Linked DNA regions of Sus scrofa: all the other regions are linked to region 3. The links are chromatin contacts, called in public Hi-C and HiChIP or PLAC-seq maps. All regions are on one chromosome and are shown on one strand. Each heading gives the region's core, a stretch centred on a gene start, on an enhancer-like site or on the middle of the called end of the contact. The rest is flanking DNA. Distances are from core to core; before and after follow the strand shown.

The links. Hi-C and Micro-C count contacts between places; a contact is called where the count stands out from the background. HiChIP or PLAC-seq counts read pairs in DNA pulled down with a chosen protein or histone mark.
Region 1: a contact with region 3 is called in a Hi-C map of alveolar macrophages, with 3 times the contacts expected there. The contact joins the promoter of KRI1 here to the promoter of CDC37 in region 3. A contact is called at or near these places in 4 of 5 promoter capture datasets (fetal liver, fetal skeletal muscle and liver), 31 of 47 Hi-C or Micro-C datasets (adipocytes, adipose tissue, alveolar macrophages and 18 more) and 2 of 2 datasets of contacts at active chromatin or transcription factors (alveolar macrophages and skeletal muscle).
Region 2: an H3K27ac HiChIP or PLAC-seq map of alveolar macrophages shows a contact between it and region 3. The contact joins the promoter of LOC100511183 here to the promoter of CDC37 in region 3. A contact is called at or near these places in 2 of 47 Hi-C or Micro-C datasets (epiblast stem cells and skeletal muscle) and 1 of 2 datasets of contacts at active chromatin or transcription factors (alveolar macrophages).
Region 4: a contact with region 3 is called in an H3K27ac HiChIP or PLAC-seq map of alveolar macrophages. The contact joins the promoter of KEAP1 here to the promoter of CDC37 in region 3. A contact is called at or near these places in 12 of 47 Hi-C or Micro-C datasets (alveolar macrophages, brain, embryonic fibroblasts and 7 more) and 2 of 2 datasets of contacts at active chromatin or transcription factors (alveolar macrophages and skeletal muscle).
Region 5: a Hi-C map of heart right ventricle shows a contact between it and region 3, with 2.5 times the contacts expected there. The contact joins the promoter of ATG4D here to the promoter of CDC37 in region 3. A contact is called at or near these places in 2 of 47 Hi-C or Micro-C datasets (heart right ventricle and retroperitoneal adipose tissue) and 1 of 2 datasets of contacts at active chromatin or transcription factors (alveolar macrophages).

What each region holds. Positions count from the first base shown.
Region 1 is chr2:69,335,847-69,338,546 of Sscrofa11.1, forward strand. It overlaps KRI1 (protein KRI1 homolog), which reads right to left and starts at 1,258. Exons shown (of 19, transcript XM_013987437.2): 1 at 1,024-1,258; 2 at 840-913; 3 at 1-88. The coding sequence starts at 1,117. CDKN2D (cyclin-dependent kinase 4 inhibitor D) reads right to left here. Exons shown (of 3, transcript XM_005654859.2): 3 at 1,582-2,538. The coding sequence ends at 2,179.
Region 2 is chr2:69,109,775-69,112,474 of Sscrofa11.1, forward strand. LOC100511183 (intercellular adhesion molecule 5) reads left to right here and starts at 1,449. Exons shown (of 11, transcript XM_005654856.3): 1 at 1,449-1,898. The coding sequence starts at 1,817. It overlaps ICAM4 (intercellular adhesion molecule 4), which reads left to right. Exons shown (of 3, transcript XM_003123246.5): 3 at 69-279. The coding sequence ends at 187.
Region 3 is chr2:69,211,484-69,214,183 of Sscrofa11.1, forward strand. CDC37 (cell division cycle 37) reads right to left here and starts at 1,426. Exons shown (of 8, transcript NM_001123096.1): 1 at 1,231-1,426. The coding sequence starts at 1,332. It overlaps LOC110259341 (a long non-coding RNA gene), which reads left to right and starts at 1,349. Exons shown (of 3, transcript XR_002341637.1): 1 at 1,349-2,700.
Region 4 is chr2:69,288,167-69,290,866 of Sscrofa11.1, forward strand. KEAP1 (kelch-like ECH-associated protein 1) reads right to left here and starts at 1,343. Exons shown (of 6, transcript NM_001114671.1): 1 at 1,233-1,343.
Region 5 is chr2:69,319,424-69,322,123 of Sscrofa11.1, forward strand. ATG4D (autophagy related 4D cysteine peptidase) reads left to right here and starts at 1,272. Exons shown (of 10, transcript NM_001123079.1): 1 at 1,272-1,503; 2 at 2,050-2,133; 3 at 2,217-2,390. The coding sequence starts at 1,272.

The DNA.
Region 1 (2,700 bases), core at 8-2,507, 120 kb after region 3:
TGGCATCTTTCTTGTAAATCCGGGGATCCTTCTTCTTCAACAAGGATAGAGTCCTGTAAAAGTCTCGCTCCTGCTGGGGGTCAAATTCCTAGGGCAGGAAAAGAGGTGGAGACAGATTTCAGAAGGAGGCACCTGGTGATGAGGGCACCAGGGGTAGGTGGGCTGAGAGGGTGTGGGAATTAGGGTGGGGGAGGGGCATATATTAAGAAGCAGGAAGGGGAATCTGGCTAGAGAGGCAGGTGGGGGGTGGAGGTCTGGATCTGAGTGGAAGAGGGGGGCAAACGGGTGGAGGAGGGAGAGGGGCCGTCTTGGGGGTGGTCCACACATAGGATATGTACAGGATATGAAATGGAAGTAGTGGGTAAGGAGAGGTTACTTCCTGGCATCAGTAAGGGATTCAGGACACGGGGCTAGGTGGGCAGAAAGGGCACAGGAAGAATGGAGAGAAAGGGCTGGACCACTCAGGGAGACTGGGAAGATCAGGGCTGCTATGGGGAAAAGGTGGGTGCCCCATGTGGCAGAGGGATGCCCCACTTTGGGGAGAGCGGCAGGCGTTGAGAAAGGGTTAGACTGTTAGGGACAAAAAGGTGGACAGACAGTTTACACCTCACAGATCAAGATGGGCCAGGAGCTCCGAGGTGAGAAGGGGGAGGTAGGGGGAATCTGGCCACCCCCTGGGGATGGGGAGGACGCTGTCTGGCTCTCAAGGGAATGAAGGGCGGGAGTTGAAAGCTCCCCTCGGCGCGCTGGTGATGAGGGTAAGCAGCTCCCTATAAGCCGGGCAAGGATGGTGTGCTTGGAAGCCTCCCCAAGTTCAGGACGGAAGCGGGTAAGCTCACCACGCGCTCATCGCTGGAGTCAGACTCGGAGCTGGAGTCGCCACTGCCGTCCTGGTCTCCGTAGCGATCTTTGACTGTGGGGCACAGATAGGAGCCCTCAGGTCAGCCTGGGGGACCAGATCAAGCCCACTTCCTGACCGCCCGGCATGCGCCGGCGCCCCGCGCGCATGCGCCCCGCACTCACGCCGCTGCAGCTCCTCGCGCTCCCGGTAGCGGCCGTACCGCGCAGCAAACGCCGCGTTCACCCGCAGGGGCGACGACCCGCGCGGCTCCGGCATGGCGGCTCTGGGCACACTGCGCAAGCGTACGGAGGGCGCCCCAGGGGGCGGGGCTACTCCCTAGCAAGCTAGCTTTAAATGGGGCGGAGCCTCGTGGACGGCACTTAACCCAGCCCCTGGCCCTTCCGGGATCCCAAGCCCTGTGACGGCAGTCCCCACCCATGGGCCACGCCTCTGCAGGGAAGGCTACGGCCACCGCCCACCCCACTCCCCCACCCCCAGGGCTCCCGGCACCCAGCTGACATCTGGGGGCCCTTTCTCCACTCGCGGTTTCCTGCCTCCCTTCCGTTCCGACAGCGCAAACCGCTGCCCCACCCAGCTCACTCACCCCTTGCGCCCTGGGAATTACCACTCTCGCCCCTCCGCCAAAGGACCCACGATCCGCGACCTGGGTGCCCACCCCCACAAACATCCTGAATGCACGACTCTCCATCGCAGCCTCAAAAATCAGAAGCCACTGGCGCTATGATCATGCACAAGTCTTAATTTAATGGGTAAAAACATTAAATTACACACACAACAATTTTTTCCATAAAGCTTAATAAATAGAATGTGTTAACGCTGTACAAGGGACTGGAAAACAAGCTTTTAAACAAAATATGAATGAACTCATACTACCCTTTTACTGATTTGGAACACCCCCCTCCCCCATGCCCGAAAGCAGTGTGCACACTTGAGGTCTAGCTCTGGGTATAGCTGGCCAAGGTCGACAGGTTCCAGGAGCCTTGGAAGGAATGACCTCACTCTGGAGCTAGGGCTTTAAACGCTCTGCCCTTGGGACTTGTCTGTAGTCCCAGCAGTCTGGGGGGTGGAGGAAACTGAACCGTTTAGGTGGCTGTTGCCTGCAGGAGCCCTTCTCTGCCCAATACACCAAAAGGGGTGAGAGGAAAAAAAATGAGAAATGCACCTCAAACACACACACCCCAGAAATCAACACCAACAAGCCACAAACTTGTGCCCCTCGGCAGTGGGCAGGAGGAGCTAAGGGAGAAAGTGTTTCTTCCCTTCTCTTCTGACACAGAACCCAGCCGGGTCCTGTTGCTGGACTGGGTGGCCCCAGGTCACAGTGGTGCCACTGTGTGCCGCTGTAGTATGTCCATGAGATCCTGAGCACCTCTCCCCCTTGCCAGCTCCAGGGGTGTAAGCCCCCTGGCGTCCCTGTGATGGAGATCAGATTCAGCAGCCAGGAAGCTGACCACAGAGGTGTGGCCCTCTCTCACAGCCAGATGAATGGGGAGTGCCCCGGTGCCATCAGGTGCATTGACATCAGCGCCGTGCTCTACCAACACTTTCAGGGTGTCAAGGAATCCAGTACGGGCTGCATCGTGGGCCGGAGTGGTGCCGGAAGCATCCTGGACATTGGGGCTGGCACCTTGTTTCAGGAGCTCCTGGGCGATGGTGGGGCTGCCAAACATCATGACCTGTTGGGGGCAGAGGGTCAGGGGGTCCTCAAAGGAGGAGGCCCAGGAAAATGGGGGACTGGAGAAAAGGGTCATTCAGGAGTAGAGAATGCCAGAGACAAGGTCCTCTAGAGAATGAGAAATTTGGGGGAATATAAGCTCCCAGGCAGAACAAGATCTCCT
Region 2 (2,700 bases), core at 199-2,698, 100 kb before region 3:
AAAGCATGTCCATGTGGGTCCTCACATCTGCAAGTGCTCTGTTCCTAATTCTCCCCTTCCACCCCCAGCTTGGAGCCCTGCGTCCAAAGCCTTGGCCTTCACCTCCATCGCAGCCCTTGTGGGAATCCTTCTTGTCATGGGCATCCTTTGCATGCATAAGTACCTACTGATACAGTCTCAGAGGTAGAGGCAGTGGTCCATGCTGGCTGAGCTGGAGGAAAAAGGAATCTGGAACAATTTGTGGAACCTTGCCTGGATCAATAAAGTCTTCCTCAGCCAGCTTCTACCCTTGGGCATAAAGGTCCCCCATTAGCGCACCTCCTCTAACCAAGTGGTCTTGTTTTTTGGCCTTGCCTCTATCATTTTCTCCAAGTTCCTTTTTTCCTTGAGGGCATCTTAGGTTTCCTAACTCTGATCTCCCAAACCGGAGCTGCAATCCCTCTGCATTCCCAGCCGGTGTAGTAAAAACCTTCCACAGGAATTATCAGTGCAGAGCAGAAGGGCAAATCCTGGGCCTTGGGAGGCTTTAGGCTGTGGGAAGGCTTGTTCCTGGTATGGCTTCTCCTGATTGGCTCCAGAGCTACCAGCAGCAGCTCTCATTGGATGTTAAGTTTCCTTCCCCCTTCCACTTTAGACTCTGCATTTTCCTCGAGGTAGGAGTGGGATGAGAACTAATCCCCCTATTTCACCATTAGCTCTGGGGGTGAGAGCACAGATGGGTGGGGTCATATGTACTTTTGGGGGAACATGGATACACAGAACAAATACCATGTGGTGACTGTGGTAAGGAACAACCATATGGTGGTGTGTGTTGTGTGTGTGTGTGTGTGTGTGTGTCAGACTCGCTTCCTGGCAACGTCGGGATGGTCACTGGGCCTGGTGGGTACATGGGGGTGCCCAGATGCGGGGGTCAACTGTTAGTCTCTTGATCTCGCGTGGACACAGAATCTGGGCCTGTACTGGATGCCTGGCAAGGCCCTCATGGTTCCAGGGCCCCAGCCGCCGCGCAGAAAGCGGATTGAGGTGCTCTTTGGCAGCTCCTGCTCACACACGCAGCGTAGACACGTGCCCGCTGCACGCTGGGTAAATACAGACCCAGAGCAGAGCCGACCCTAATTTAGATGCCCGAGAACGCTGCGCGCACGCACACGTGTTCCCAACTCGCTGTCACTTTCATCCCCGCCCCTTCTGTCGCGTGCGGGGGCGGAGTCAGAGAGGGAATAGGGCGTGGCTGTAACCCTCAGCTCCCAGGGGTCAAAAGGGGAAGGATCTGTGAAAGAGGCATCCCCACCTCCTCCCCTATAACAGTCTCCTTCACAGCCTGAGCTTCTCAAATCTCTTCTAGCCCCCTAATCAATCCCCGCCCCAAGGAGCGCTAGTAGGAGGGGCTAAATACGGAGGCGGAGCTCGGAGTCTAGCTCATTATCATAGCATCTAAGCAAGGGGTGGGGTGGGGGTTTGAGAAGGGCAAACCTGCATCCCACCCACCTCCGCGTCGCCGCGGAGAATGACGCGGGAGCGCGCAGCCGCCCCCAGAAGGCTCCGGGCGATGGGGCTGGCCTTCACGTAGACCCCGGGGGTCGCTCGCTCCTGCTAGCACGCCTTCACCAAGGCCGGGAGCCTGGCTCACGCTCGCCCTCCCGCCCCCCTGCCGCCTCTGCTGCCGCCCCCACCTTGGAAACCAAGTTACCAACGTTAAACCAATCCCCGAGCGCAACTCAGCCTCCTCCACACCCCACCCGCCGCGCCGCGCCGTCCTCTAGCCCAGCTCAGCGCTCGCGCTCCCCTCGCCTCCTGCGCTTCCCCCGCGGCGGCGATGCCAGGGCCCTCGCCAGGGCTGCACCGGGCGCTGCTCGGCCTCTGGGCTGTCCTGGGCCTGGGGCTCCTCGGCCTCTCAGGTAAGAGCCGGTCCGGCTCAGGGTGGACAGGGCGGGGGCGGAGTTCCTCGACCTGCGAAGCGGCCACTAGCCTCTTCTCGCTCCGCCCTCGCCTCGCTCCCACGCTTCTGCCCCCACCTTGAGCCTCGGGCCTTCTCTATCCCTCTTCCCCTCAACACACGCTAGAGATCCAGCTTCCTGGCTCCTCGCTCGTCCCTACCTTCGAGATCCTGGGCGATCTTCTGCACCCAACCTCGAGCTCTGGAGACCCCATATCTCCCTGGTCCCCTCTGGGGTACTTCCTCACGCTCTGCTATGCACCATGGTCCACGGACTGGCATCTTACCCACTCATAATCCGTGAAGACCCCATCTCACCAACTGCCATGAGTCAGAGGCGCTGTTTCAGCTCACTCAGAGCCCTGGCAACCGAGTCCTTTAGCTGTTCCCGCGGTTCCTTCCACGAGCCCAGCCCCATGTCCTCTTTCTTTACTCTTCACCCGGGTTTGGAATCCTTCTTTATCCTTGACTCACCCTCATCTCTCTTTTGGCCCTGCTTCAACCAGAGTTTCCCCCTCTCCTGGCCGAGAACCCTGAGAACAAGTTGGTTTCCTTTCCCCAACCCGGGGTCCCCTCCTTCCAACATTGCTGTGTGCATTGAAGACCCCGTTTTTCCTCTCATCTCTACCCTCCCCCATGCTTCCTCATCGCTCCTTCAGCACCTTTGAGAGTAGGGCTCTTTGCTGCCGTGTACCAGAGGCACCCTCGAGGTTTGGACGGTGGGAGCGTGCTTGTAAACCTCAGGCCTGGGCAGGACTCGGGAA
Region 3 (2,700 bases), core at 176-2,675:
GAAGGTTCTGAGAGGTATATGCCCTGAGTTTCAAAGTCTCATAGGCACAGGAATGTGGGTGCCGGAGCTCTGATTTTGGGGAGCAGGAGGCTAGAACATTACATCTTAGGAGGGCTATTTTGCTGGCCTGTGAACACTGCTGGGTGGGAGAAGGGCAAGAGAACAGACTTTGGGATCCTGGAGTCTGGATTTGGGGAATAAGTAAAAGTAGGGCAATGAATCTGGAATCAGACTGGGAGGGTTTCTGGTAAAAGCAGGGTCACTCTGGGTGTCTGAGATCAGCAGTCCATGCTAGGGTCAGAAGGAAGAAGGGGTGGGTTTGGGTCCTGGACTTGCATTTGAATGAGGCTTTCCAAAGCTGACTCCTACAGGAAGCCTGTCTTGGGTGGGGGGGAGAGTTTGGTGACTGGGTCTGCAGTACCAAGCAGGGGCAGGGGCTCTAGCTGGGGGGAAGCCACGTGGGTAGGATTTCCTGACATAATGGGAAACTGGGTCTACAGTATGTGAGGCTGAAGGAGAGTGGCCGGAATTGGAAGCTCCATCAAGGGTAGAGCTGGTGGTTCAATCTGAAAGGGAACTAGGTTTCAAAATGCCAGTCCTAGATGGGACTAAGGATACTGATGGGCACTGGTTTAAGTTCCAGGAAAGGGGTCCTGGGTGTGGGCTGGAGTCCCACGCCAGGAACAGAAATCTCAAGGAAGGACAGAATTCCTTGTTGTATTTAGAGGATTTCTGGATCTAAACGGGAATCACCACTGGGACCCAGAAAGGCCGATCGAAGAACAGACTTACAACTTAAAGTACTGGGAACTCTAGGGATTGGGAGGGGCCCATGGGATGTCCAAGATCACAAGGGGGTACTTGAATAGGATCAGGGTCAAGATTCTGAGGTAAGATTCGGAGCGTAAATGGAAGGTCCCAAACGGAACTGGGGGGGAAGCCCAAAGCTTGTCTTGGTAGTTAAACTCTGAAGAAGGTGCCCTAGGGGTGAACTGGGAGTTCCAAGAAGAAATCGGCAGGGGGAGGCTCGGATAGCAGGCAAGGGACTCAAGGGTCCCGGAAGTTCTGGGATCCCGGAGTTGAATCGAAGAACCCTGGGCGCTACTGAAAGTCCAGACTGTAGGGTGGGAATCTCAGGTGTCCATGGCCGGGTTCCTAGCAGTATCTGAAGTCAGAACTCTGAAGCAGAGACCCGGGAGTGGGGGAAGGGGCTGGCCGCGCGCGCTCTACCTGGTGCCTCCAGCGGAAGAGGCTGGCAGTGTCGATATTGGGGTGCGTCTCGTCTTCATCGTCAGACACCTCGATGTGATCCCACACGCTGTAGTCCACCATCTTGCCTTGGCGGCCCAGCCAGCTCCGACTCTGGCGGCGGTAGCGGCAGCACGGAGACTCGGACCGCCGAGCCCCGCCCCTTCCGCTTCCGTCTGGGCGCGCACGCCCCCGCCCGCACGTGACGTCACATCCTTAGTAACCCTGGCAGCGGCCCTGGCGACCGAGTTCTTAAAGAGCCCTGCGCACGTGTCCCAACTCCTGGGATTCTCCCTCAAACCTCATCCCATCCTGCTTCGGGCACTTCCTGGGGGGTATATGAGTGGGTTCTCCAACCTCGAGCCCCGCTAATCTCCTGCCGCCGCATAGTGGGCCTTTACGGCGGCCGTAAGTGAGCAGTTGGCGAGCCTGAGGGAGAGGATTGTCCTCTTAGCCACGCTGCAGTGACGTCAGCCCTAGCCCACTGCTGGGTTCCTTGTGAAGGGGGATTTAGCTGTGTTGGGGAGGTTGTCTGATATGGAAGGACCTTCCCAGTCCGAGGGGTACAGGACCCTGTCCTGGGAGGGTCTAAGTGAAGGAAGGATATGGCCCTGCCCTTGAGGGGTTGGAGGTGATGGGAGTGCTGTGGCTCTGCCTTGGGGCCTGGTGTTTCCCCGGCTCGAACCACAGCCTCCTCCTCGCTTCTGCCACTCCTGAACGGGGATTCGCGCGCCCCCCTTCGGAATCACCCAGACTTCATTTAACTAGTCTCGGGAGCCGATCCACAGCGTCTCCCCGTGCGGCCGCTGGGTGGCACCAATGTCTAACTAGCGGCCAGTGCTTCTGGCCTCACACCAAGTGGGGAATCTTTCCCGGTGGTAGTGCTCTAGGACCGCTAGCAGGCCTTCCCCTTTCGTCTGGGGCCCCTTTTCTGGTCCTGGGCTCTAAGGACTCTTACATTGAGCTTGAGCGACCCCAGCCACACACTTTCATATATCCCTACCCACGCTTTGATACCAGGATAAAAGGCCGCGTTGCAGCCTAGGGCCGGGATTATCTCAGATTAAAGGATGCTCCGATGGCGTGGGGGATGGGAGAAGCTTCAACCACTTGCGTGAAGGGCGCCTCTTCCAGACTCCCCCAGAGTGGGCGTTTGGAGGGAAAAGGCTGGAGAGAAAGGAGTAAAGGTCTCTAAATGGGGGCGCAGGGGGGATGGGAGGGGATTCCCCAGTCGGGGGAAGGGGAGGGGACACGTCCTGACAAAGCTCCTGCCCGCTGCCTCCCCTCCCCCTCACGCTTCATTCAAACCGGCAAGGAGGCGGGCGGGGGCGGGGGAGTCCCCCTCTCCTCCTCCTCCCTCTCCAGCCCCGGCAGTCCAGCATCTCAGCAGCCGTCACGGCCTGGGCTCGCGCGCGCACGGACCCACACCTCAGGTCTGACAATCGCGCGTGC
Region 4 (2,700 bases), core at 93-2,592, 77 kb after region 3:
TTCTAGACACCAGGGACACAGCAGTGAGTAAGACTGACATACACTGTGCTCCCTTAGAGCTGACACTTGGGAATGGAGGAGCCATAAGTAAAATAAGCAAGACTTGAGCAAAAATTGAGGCTTTGAAGGAAATGACAGCACATTGTGATAGTGTGACTTGAGGGCAGTTACTTTAACTCAGGTATTCCAGGCCTCTGTTGGTGCTGAGACAAGAGGGGTGAACATATGAAGGAGGTGGGGGTGGGATGAGAGTTTTCTAGGCAGAGAGAGAGCAAGTGCAAAGGCTCAGAGGCAGAATGACAGGCAATCTGAAAAATCGGTAAGGAGTATAATGAGCATAATGACTATTGAAGGGTTTCCAAGAAACCTGTGGAGACTCGACAGCCAGGGCAGGAGCTGTGTTTTGAAAAGTCCTTCAGGGAGGAGGGAATCTGCAAGAGGCTCCCCAAGTTTCTCTAACTCATCTTTCCCTGGGCTCAACTCAGTCACCTCCTCCCTGCTTTATTTCCATCACAGCACTTGTCAAGAATTGAAATGAGCTCCTTTGCTTCCTCCTTGAAGGATGGCCCATCCGTCTGGCCCTGAGCCCCCAGGTTTCTGAGGACAGGTAGCCCTGTGTAGGTCAGGGCTGTGCCCATCCTCTCCTGTGCCTCTCTGCCTGGGATCTGGCACCGTGCAGGGGTCAATGAGCTATGGCTGGCTGACTGCCCACTCCAGTGTGCCTGCCAGATCACCCTCCTCCACCGGGCCATGGCCGCCTCTCCCCAGCTGAGGCCCAGGCCGGCCTCTTGGTCATGGGCCAATCGGCCAACGGTGCCCCCTGGGCCCTGGGCACTCCCCCGCCACCCCCATGAAGCGGTAAGTGGGAGACTGCGCATGTCCTGCCTGAGCTGCCAAGGCCTGGAAAAGGGAGGAAGTGACCCCGCCGCCGCCTCTCCACTGCCAGCCCCAGGGCGAAGACCAAGCCCCCCAACGTCCCGGAATCCCCCGGCCTTGGTCGGAGCGGCGCTCCCTGGGCCCTTGGCTCGGTTTGCGTCGCTCTCGGGCCACCCCGCGAGTTGCGCCGTCCAACAAAAGGCTCCGACTCGAACCGCACCCTTCTGGCCTCCGCGGAGCCGCGGGAACCCCGAGGCGACCGGCCCGCAACGCGCAGTTCTCCGGCCCCCAGGCACGGCCGCAGGGCACTCACGGCCCACGGTACCCGCCGCCCGGGCGCAGGCCGCCTCACTCACCCCGCCATGGCCGCTCTCGGGCTCCGCCTCCGTCGCCCAGGCCCAGGCGCCTCCATCGCAGCGTGCAGGGGGGAGGTGCGGAACGCGCGCAGGTCACCATGACTAAGCAGAGCCGGGCGCCGGCCGTGTCAGAATAAAAGTCCCGGCGGCCCCCGGCCTCCTCGAGCGGCGGGGACAGCGGAGGGGCCGCTCCCCACCCCACCCCGCCCACGCTAGCTGTCGCCCAGCTGCGCAGCCTCAGCGCGGCGACCACAGCGGTCTTTGCGACGGGGCCAATGACCGCAGCGCTCGGCGCTCCCAAACTCGTGGTAGGAGCCGCAGAGAATCAGAGCCCCAGGTTCGAGGCCCAGCCCGTCCCCGCACCAGGGATCAGTGGGCATCCCTCACCACCGCCGACCTGCCGCCGCGCTCACCTGGGTCGTCGCGTAGCCTCTGCCGCTCTCCCTACGAGGTGGGGAAGCCTGGGCTCCGCGGCGGCTCTGGGGCACCGTGGTGCCACCCGCTCACCGAGCTTCCGGGAAGCCCTAAGGGCCTCGGCCCGGCCGGGGGCGGCTCTCGACTAATTTTCCTTGTGAGAGGCCCGCGGGCGCTTCCGCCGTCGCGGGGGGGCCTTGGTTCTGGGGTGGCTCAGCCTTCGGGGTCGCGGCCGTCGAGTGGGGGGGCAGCCTCAGGACGCCCGGGAAGGAGGCGGGGAGAGGGCGGAGAGGGCGCGGCGGGGAAGGAGTCTCGATTCCCCGCCCTTCCCGCAGGTGCCTCGGCGCCCGTGGGCATAGAGCTGGGCATCGGGCGAGGGATCACCGCGAAGCCTATCTGGCCGGTACCCCCCTCGCAGTCCCCTCCATCCGCCTAGTTTTGTCGATTTCTGTGCGTGTCTGCTGTCCACGACCTGCTCTTCTTTGTCCCTTTAACTTCACAGGGCGCGGGCCTCACATTAAGGCAGCGCAGGATCCAGTTAGAATTGTCTACCCACTTGAATTTTCATTGTCTTTATTTTTTAGTTATCGCCAATCTGAAAGAGCGTGAAGCTCTCGGGAAGAGATACGAACTCCAGCTCTGCCACTCTAGCTCTGTGCGGGTGGGCCTGTAGCTTAATTAACCTCTCCAGGCTTCAGTTTCCTCGCTATAAGAATGTTAACAATAAAAGCACCTACCTGCTAGGTTATCTGGAATACTAAATAAGAACACTTGCGCCCAATAAAATATGGATTTTTATTCTTCATGGCAAGTGATACTGATTTACCACTTATGCTGTCTGTGATATAAAGGTAACTTCAATAAATGCATTAAAAATTTTTTTAAGAGTACATCTATATGAAAACTTAAGTGAGAAGTTCCTGTCCTGGCTCAGCGGAACCGAATCTGACTAGCACCCATGAGGACGCAGGTTCGATCCCTGGCCTTGGTCAGTGGGTTGCAGATCCTGGGTTGTCTTGAGCTGTGGTGTAGGTCACAGATGCCACTCAGATCT
Region 5 (2,700 bases), core at 22-2,521, 110 kb after region 3:
GAGAAAGGAGGCTGGTGTGGCTGAAGGGAAGTGAATGAGGGGAGCGCAGATGAGAAAATTGGGGAGGTGACTGTCCTTTCCTGCCATCACATCGCATACTCTTCCCCCAAATCCTTCATCCAAATTCTGTCAGCCTGCTGACAGAGCCCTTGAGCTGGCCACTAGAGGCCACCCTCTCTGCAGTTCCCAAGGTCACTACCTTTATCCTGTCTTTGGGGTCATGGTTGGCTTTTGCTGAGCCCTGACTGTCTCTCAAATGCCACCCTAAGCGCTTTATGGGGATGAACTCTGCCCATCTTCTGAATTAGATGCATTGAAAATTTTTTATAGTTTTATTGAGGTGTAATGGACACATCAAACCACACACTGTAAACATGTACAGTCCCTTGAGTTTTCACACGCTGGAAACAAACACCACAATCAAGATAGTAAACACAAACTACCCCCTTTTTATCCCTCCCTCCCACCTCTCCCCACCCCAGCCCCAGGGAACCACAGATCTGCTAAGACTATAGATGAGGTTGCATTTTTCCAGAGTTTAAATAAATGGGACCAGAGAGTATACACTCTTCTTTTTTGTCTGGATTCCTTCCCTCAGCAAAATTAGGAAGATTCGTTTGTGTTTATCGTGTATTTGAGCGCTTTTTTGCTCCTGGGGAAACAGAAGCACCTAGAAGTGTAGCTTGAAGGGGGAATTTGGGGAGAGGGTGTCAACCACAGGCTGAGCACACAGCCGAGGCGTGTCCTGTGTGCGCAGCCCGTAGAGGGGCACTCCGATCTTCTGGTGGACGAGAGCAGGAGCAAACCGCACCTGAGCCGCGCGGGGTGGTCAGTCCCCAGCGCCCCAGAGGGGGTGGGGCCGGGGCGGGGCCTGTTTAGGCGGGGCTTCCCGGCGCTTGGGGCCTCCGATAAGGACCTGCAGGGGATCGGGCAGACCTGGGCGCAGTGATAGAGCGGGCGGCGGTGGGGGTCGCGGGGCGCTGTGGGGAAGGCTCTGCGTCAGGAGGCCCCACTGCGGCCACCCGGGACTGGGGCTGGGAACCCAGGCTGGGGGCAGGGGCGGGGCGTCCGGCCGTGTCACGCCCGCCTCCCTACCGGGGCTAAGGCCGCTAAAATGGCGGCGGCGGCGGTGACAGCGTCCTGCGCCGGGCCCGGGGGTCTGGCGGTTGTGCCGGGGGCTCACTAGCGCCTTCCTAGGTGTCCGCGTCCTGGCCCCCTGGGGCGCTCGCGCGCGGCCCCCGGGGCCCTCGGTCCGCCCTCCCGGCGCGCCCATGAACTCCGTGTCGCCGGCCGCCGCGCAGTACCAGAGCGGGAGCCCGGAGGACGCGCGCCGCCCCGAGGGCCGCAGGCCGCGGGGTCCCCGGACCCCGGACCCCAACAGCCTGGGGCCCTCCGGAGCCAGCGGCCCCGCTCTTGCGTCACCAGGGGTTGGCCCCGGGGAGCCGGACGAAGTGGACAAGTTTAAGGCGAAGTTCCTGACCGCCTGGAACAACGTGAAGTACGGTGAGGAGGGGGCGGGCCCGGGGATTGGATTTGACGTTGGAGAGAACGTAGGGTTCAGGCGGGCGGGGAGCTTACAGATCGGGAGTCAGGGAGGACAGACCCTGCCTCTGCCAAGTATTCCACCCTTTGTTCTCCTGTGAGTCACCTGTGGGTCGATCCCCCGCCCTGCCCTGCCCAGGGCGGGCCGCTGGTTGGCAGGTCAAACGGGGAATGTGTTTTCCAGTCTCAGTGATTCCTGGTGTGACCTTGGGCAAGGGTTTTTTTGGTTTCCCTGTGCCTCCATTTTCCCCCTCTGTAAAATGGGTACTATAATCAGACCTGCTTTAATTCAATCTGAATTAATTGGCAGACCGCTTGTGACTGTTACTAGGGGCACCACCTCCACCTTAGAGGCATGCAGCTATGATTCCCCAGAGCCTTCTGTCAGATAGGAACTAAGATAGCCCCCATGTCACAGATGGGGGAATGGAAGCGCTGCTGCCGTCCTAACCATCAGGTGTCAAGCAAGTGCTTCATCTTGCTGGGCGCTGCCCCACATCTCCCCAGGTTGGGCAGTCAAAAGCCGGACCAGCTTTAGCAAGATCTCCAGTGTCCACCTGTGTGGCCGCCGCTACCGCTTCGAGGGCGAGGGTGAGCTGGTGACCTGTGGCTAGGGTTGGAGGAGGCCCCCCTGGGGGTGTCCCTGGTGGCAGCTGACAAGCCTGCTCTTGTAGGTGACATCCAGCGTTTCCAGCGGGACTTTGTGTCCCGCCTATGGCTCACTTACCGCCGGGACTTCCCGCCCCTGGCTGGGGGCTGCCTGACCTCAGACTGTGGCTGGGGATGCATGTTACGAAGTGGGCAGATGATGCTGGCACAGGGCCTGCTGCTGCATTTCCTGCCCAGAGGTGAGTAGTGGAGGGGGAAAGGCACCAACTACAAGTCAGCAGTATTAAAATTGTTTATAAACTAAGAGTTTAAAGTCATGTTAGAAGTGTGTGTCAAGTATGTTTTGGAGGGAAGTGAGAGTTGTCAATAAAAATAAGTTTAAGGAGTTCCTGCTGTGGTACAACAGGATTGGTGGCGTCTCAGGAGCCCTGGGATGCAGGTTCGATCCCCGGCCCAGCACAGTGGGTTAAGGATTCAGCATTGTTGCAGCTGCAGCCTAGGCGGCAACTTCGGCTCAAATCCAATCCCTGGCCTGGGAACTCCATGTGC